2 separate regions of the Pan troglodytes genome follow, and region 1 is linked to region 2. A link is a contact called in public HiChIP or PLAC-seq data. All regions are on one chromosome and are shown on one strand. The core of a region is the stretch at or near the end of the contact, and the rest is flanking DNA. Distances in the headings are between cores, read along the strand shown.

The links. HiChIP or PLAC-seq counts read pairs in DNA pulled down with a chosen protein or histone mark.
Region 1: a contact with region 2 is called in an H3K4me3 HiChIP or PLAC-seq map of stem cell-derived excitatory neurons, with 3 times the contacts expected there. The contact joins two enhancer-like sites. A contact is called at or near these places in 1 of 7 Hi-C or Micro-C datasets (stem cell-derived neural progenitor cells) and 1 of 1 datasets of contacts at active chromatin or transcription factors (stem cell-derived excitatory neurons).

Annotation. Positions count from the first base shown.
Region 1 is chr10:96,687,550-96,690,658 of NHGRI_mPanTro3-v2.0_pri, reverse strand. All of the region lies in intron 1 of LOC100613094 (a long non-coding RNA gene), which reads right to left. Among named protein-coding and RNA genes, the nearest start is that of ATP2B1, 220 kb to the right of the region's middle. Within about 2 kb of position 1,303, at least 2 of the 24 cell types and tissues checked have an H3K27ac peak or open chromatin away from gene starts, as enhancers often do. A contact at or near this core is called in stem cell-derived excitatory neurons, where this site is marked.
Region 2 is chr10:96,524,838-96,527,872 of NHGRI_mPanTro3-v2.0_pri, reverse strand. No RefSeq gene overlaps it. Among named protein-coding and RNA genes, the nearest start is that of ATP2B1, 54 kb to the right of the region's middle. Within about 2 kb of position 1,327, at least 20 of the 24 cell types and tissues checked have an H3K27ac peak or open chromatin away from gene starts, as enhancers often do. A contact at or near this core is called in stem cell-derived excitatory neurons, where this site is marked.

The DNA.
Region 1 (3,109 bases), core at 54-2,553, 160 kb before region 2:
GAAAAGAAAAGTAATTTTCATACTTTTGAGTATTTTACCAAAAAAGTACCTTGAATCCATTTGCAGCATTATAAATGGGTCTATGAAGAACATTACATATTCATTGATCATTATATATTTTTCCCTTTTTTAAATTGGCCTAATGACCAAAATCTCATAGGCTCAATCATTGAATAGTCTGTGCTCTCTCAATGGTTTTCAACTTATACAAATGGGTAAAAACTCGGTGTAGCACTGGTGTTAGCAGCTTCAATAACAACATCACTGCTGGCATTTACTTACAGCCTTTTATGTGCCTGGCACCATGTTAAGTATTTTATATGCATGATCTCAATTAGTCCCTCAACAATTCAGTGTACCTAGTACTGTATAATAATTGCATCCATTCTCCAGATGAGAAAACTAAGGCTTCAAGAAATTCACTAATTCCCCCAAGATCACAGCGTAAGAGGCAGAGCAAGCATCAAGTGCATGGGTCTGTCTGATACCAAAAGATCATGCTCTGAGCTCTCAATTCTCGAAATGAGAATTTCCAACTTGAAAACAGGTGCTGGACTACTGTAGGGCACTCTACATGAACTATATGTGAAAATCAAGATGTGTTAATGTATTTGTAGACTTTCTTCAGTGGAAAGGTTTTATTTATTTACGTAATATACCCTATTTTGTCTTGAAGATAAAACAGATTTGAAACAAAAATAGAAAGCAGTTGTTCAGAAAACCAATCCAGCAAAAACAGAAAATGTCTGAACCAGAGTTACACTGGCCGCCCTGAATGCCTGTCACTCTACACCTTCTTCCTTCCCAGGGCCTAATGGGAAAGCATTAAGCTGACCTAAACTCCAAGTTTCCTGGGGTTTGGCAGGCTGTATCTTATTGAGGGTTGGTATGACCACACAAGCAGTCTAAACAGCTGCTCTGGGACCAGGCCACTCAGGGTGTGGTCATTTAGACTGGCGTGGGTGGTAAAAGTGCGCTGACCACAGGACCACGTTCCTGTAATGGCCCTTTCAGAATCCAGGTGGTCAAGGGAAGTCTCTGCGTTCTCCCCCAACCCCCTCAAATGCTTTGCTTAATCCAGAAGGGTTGAGTGGATAGAGGGAACCTTCCACTCCAAGCAGAAGAACAAGTTGAGGAGCCAAAATTCCTTGCCATCTGGGGGCATGCCAGGCTTCCAAGCAGCCATGCGCCAGTTTGCAGGAGCACTTGGGCATTAAACCGACCTGTCAATACACCGTGTCAGCCTTCATCCCACTGATGTGACTAAGCTGGGAACTTGCTCTGCTGTGGGGGTGGGCCTGTCCTTTTCATTCCTCTAAGGATTTCCTGTGAGCTGAAGGATCACGAGGAACTGCCAGAATGAGCGTGTGCAGATGGCAGTAAGGTTTCACCTCAGCAAAGAACTAGCACTTTTGTTTTTTCTCAGGAGTGACAAGTCAAAAGCTAGCTATTAACACAGGGGGCCCACTAGGGGAGTCCAAAAGAAAAGCATATTGGCATTTGCATTAGGCATTAAAGAATCCACAGAGATGTTAGAAAACCCAGAGGGAAATAGAAGTCAGAGAAGTTTCCCTACTTACACACTAATGATGTTTATCTGCACAGAAGACTGCTTCTGTGCTAGTACTTTATATACAATTTAGAGGCTATTAAAATTTAATTTAAGATAATTCATTATAAATGTATTTTCTATTGGAAGTTTCAGAATAGTAACTCAAACATTTCAGAAATCTCTGTTTTTACTTACACGGTGTTTTGCCCTCACCACTGAATAAAAAGCTCAGGTATAGTCGCCCACCCAAAATAATTGACTCCTCCCTCCAACCTTGCTTCTGAATATTCAAACACAGCTGTGGGAGTGAAGTGAGAGGCAGAAAACCTGACAGCGAAGAAAATCTCTCTGTTTTACATAAACTCAGGCACTTTGGCGGTTAGGAGGTGTGTTTTCCAGAGTGTTAGACACACTTCTTCAGTCCTAATTGAGAATGTTGTTATCAGCATCCTGTAATTGCAAATGCCAAATTTAAATATCAATTTTAATTAAACAGGAGCAAACAAAGAAAAAATTCAAAAGCACCCCGATAGGTAAAGTTTCAATTTCCTAGATTATCTACATCAATGTATATGGATAGCTATCTAGGTCCATATCTGGATATTGCATAATCAACATGAAGTAATGGAATAAATATAAACATTAGAATCTAGGCCCTATCATTTCATATGACATTGGACAAATCATTTATGCATTCTATGCCTCAGGACACCATCTGAAAAATGAGGGAAAATTATACCTAGGTATTACAGCATAATAGAAAATGTAATCTACCATCATTTTGTAAACTTCATGAGAACAAGGAATCCAAGTTTTTTGTGTCTTTCATTAATCCTGATCTGACTCCACGTTCATTCCCACCATATTAATCCAAACGTTAAACGCTGAATTCTTTTGACTTAAAATCATGCTATAGGTTTATGTTCAGATATTCTTACACATTTCCACTATGAATTATCTTTGACTACTTCCTTTCTCTTAATCACCTTATCAGGTCCATTAGCAAGTACTGTTAATTTAACCTCTAGAACTTATTTCAAAACCATCCATCCACTTCTGTGTACCTCCACCGCCACCGTCTAATCCAAGCCATGGTCTCCTAGATGGACTCCTGCAATAGCCTCCTAACTGGTCTTCTCTCCCATTTCACCACACCTTTACAGTCCATTGCTGGATCTCTAGTCCTGTCTTGTACCATTTTCCTTCTTGCCCACCCTCCAACCATCCAAACCTCCTCTCTGTTCCTCACTTATCAAGTTTATTCTGGTCTCAAATCTTCATGCTTATTATTAGCTCTTTCTGGAAATGCTTTTCCCCAGCTCTTGTGTGGATGGCTCTCATACATGTACTAGGTCTTGGCTCAACTGTACCTGGACAGAAAGGTTTTTCCTGATTACCGCATTTTCTCTACTATGTTTCATTACAGTCCTGAAGTATTTGCTCACTTACTTAATCTAGACTAAAATCTGGCCCCACCATTTGCTAGCTATGGGAACTTGGACAAGTACTTAACCACTATTATCCTCAATATCTTCACCTGTAAGATAAAGGTTATAA
Region 2 (3,035 bases), core at 78-2,577:
GTGACTGAAGAGAGGAAAAATGCTATCATTCTGTTCAATGTTCGTTTATCTTACACATCAAGGGCACAGCTCAGAAGGCTGGTAACGTCAAGCCTAGTGAGATACATAAACTGATAAAAAAATTATTTGCAACAGCATTGATTTATATTTATTCACTTTTAAACGTCTTTTACACATTCTGTGTCTAATCTTTTAAAATATTTTAAAACAAATGCTATCATCAGATCGTGAACATAATACCATACTTCCTATTGCCTGTATGCTTTTGAGGAGGCTATATAAATATTAATTTTCCAGTTCTGGAATTAAGAGAAAGAAGATTGCAGAACTTATCTTTTTGTTCTGATTAACTGATACTGAAAATAACACTGACAAGGTCTCTGGGCCAGTGGCGACGGTGAGTTCAAATAAAGATTAGATGAAGATGAAGCGCGGTATCTTAGGTAAGATACACATCTTTACTGTGTATATGCGTGTACAAGAAGGAAAACTTGCTTTTTTTTTTTTAAGTAGATGTTACGAAGGATGGTTTTTTTTTTTTCAACTTGCAAAATCTCTTGAAGGTTGGAGCAGAGCCGCCGGTTACCTTTGAGCATCGAAATACCGCAAGTTATCCCGTTTCCTTTTCCCCTCAGGAAAGATGGGTGCAGGGTTGAGATGTTACAAGAGAATTAAAAGAGAGCTACCAGCTTGGCATAGTAGAAGAAACAAACCCAAAATGAAAACACCCGGATTTTAAGCGCGGATCATGCGAGGCCGGTTTGCACTGGCCGAACGCCTGCGTTAACCCTTTGGGCGCCGCAGCTGGGATCCCCGGTGTTTGCGGACCCGACCGGCAGGAACAGAGATGGGGTGTCCCGCGCCCGCATGGGGAGTGAGCTCTCTTCCCCAAAGAGGGAGCGAGCCGAGAAGCACTTTTGTCCTCCGGTGCGTGCGTCACGGCCCGGGACAGGCGTCGAGTCCGGTTTGGAGTGGGGGCAGAGACGCGGCGAGGAGCCGCTCAAATGTCCGCTGACTGGGGGTTCGCCTTAATCTGTCCTCGCCAGGAGCGCTCGCCCTCGCCCTCCCGCTGGCTCGCTCCTGGGCCCTGGAGGGGCATGGGCCCGGGGGCGGTTCGGGAGGGGCCCCAGGTGAAGGGCGCCCGCACTTCTCCTGCGGCAATCATCGCTCTCCTGCCTCCACACGTCGCGGCAGCGGCCCGGCCCCGCGCCGAAACAGCAGCTGTGACTGACGGAGTCACCTCCCCGCGCGCCTGAGCCACCCCCTCCTCCCCCGCCGCTCCCTCCTGCACCAACACGTCATGGAAACACGGACGTCAGAGTCTCTCAGCCAATCGCAGGCTGCGGCAGGAGGGAAGGGGCGCGCTGGGGGGGGCGGGGGCAGCGGCAAGCCAAGGCGCTCAGGGGAAGGAAGAAAGGGAGGGGCGTGCGGAGGCGCAAGTCCCCACCTCCGCCCCTCACTCCGGCCACCCTTTCCCGACCGCGCGGCAAGTTCTAATCGCCAGGCGCGCGCTCGCCAGCCGAGGGCGCGCTCGCCGGGTCCTCCCCTTAAACGCCCTCCCAGTGCCGCTCAGCTCCCAGTCCCGGTCCGAGCCGCGGTTCCTCCGCGCGCGCGCGCGCGCACTCGCCCGCCCCCAGGCTCCCCGCGGATCGCGTCACGTGACCGCGCTCAGCCAAGGCGGCGGCGGCGGCGCGAGCTTCGGCGGCGGTGGCGGCTGTGGCAGCGGGAGCAGCTGCGCCGCCAGCGTGGAGCGGGAGGCGTGTGGGTGTGGAGAGAAGGGAGCGCCAGACCGGAACGGGTGAGCGTTCTCCTCCCCCTGCCTACCCCGGCAATCTTGCAGGCCACCCGGTGCAGACGGGGTCCCTGCCCGGAGCTGCGCGCAGCCCCCTCGTGCTCGGCCGTCCGCTCTTCGGTGCCCGCGGGCCCCGCCCCGAGCGGGGCGGGCTGCGGCGCTCACGGAGGTGGCTGCACCCCGCCCGCGGCTGCTGTTGCGGACGGCGGCGTGAGGCCGGCTGAGCTGCCCGTGCCGAGCGAGCGCGGCGCGCCCTGTGTGCCGCTCTGCGGAGCGGAGGAGGCGGGTCCTGCGGGGACGCGGGCGGCCACTCGGTGGCTGCCGGGCTCTGGGCGGGGACGGCCGGGCGCCGCCTCCTCCTCCTTCGCTGCCGCCGCCGCCGCCGCCTCCTCGCAGTGCAGCGTGAGTAGGGAGCCCCGGCTGGTGGACGCCGAGCCTCTCGGCTCCTTGGCCGCCCCATCCCCGAGGTGCAGCTGCACCTCCGCGTGGCGCCCCGAGCCCTGCGAGCCGGCTGCGGACGCGCTGAGGACGGAGCCCCCATCCTCTGCGTTTCCCGCTGCCCCTCACCGCCCCGCGACCCTCCCGCAGCCTGCCTTTCCTTCCCCCTCGGAAAATGGTTCCCACTGCCGGGCGAGGTGAGTGGCGGCCGCCGCCCGCCCGCGGCCGGGGGCGGCGGGGCAGGTCACCTGCGGGGGAGGCCAGGCGGAGCACAGAGGTCGGGCGTCGCGGCGGGGGTCCTGATAGCTGGGTGCGCGGCGGGTTGCGCCGGATTCGGGAGAAGCTGACGGGGGCGGTCGGGGCCCCTCGCAGGTTGCCTCTTGCTGGGAGATTGTGAAGGTGAGCGGGCTTCTCGCTGTGCACCTCAGCGCCGGGTCAGTCTGGGAGTCGCTGCTCCGGGCCCGAGGGATGGGGCTCGTTGGGGCTTCTGGTCTACACCCGCAGGTCTTCGGCTTCACGAAGCCGCCTCGGCCGCGCCACAGCCCATCCCGCCACCGGTCGCCCCCGCCACGGCGCGTGGTGACCTTGAGGGCACCGTGCCCGGCACTCCCTCTCCCCGCGCCCCGGGAGGGTCACCCCTCTAATCCTTGGCCTCGGCCCCCCAGACGCACTGCGGGAGGGGAGCGGGGGCCCCTGGTCGGCCCCTGGCCCTGGTGGTTGATTGTTGGCGTGTCAGGATGGTGATTCCTCGGGAGTTGGAGAGCCGCCTGGTCTTTCTCCTCACGCCTTCCGTCTGGCCCCCCAG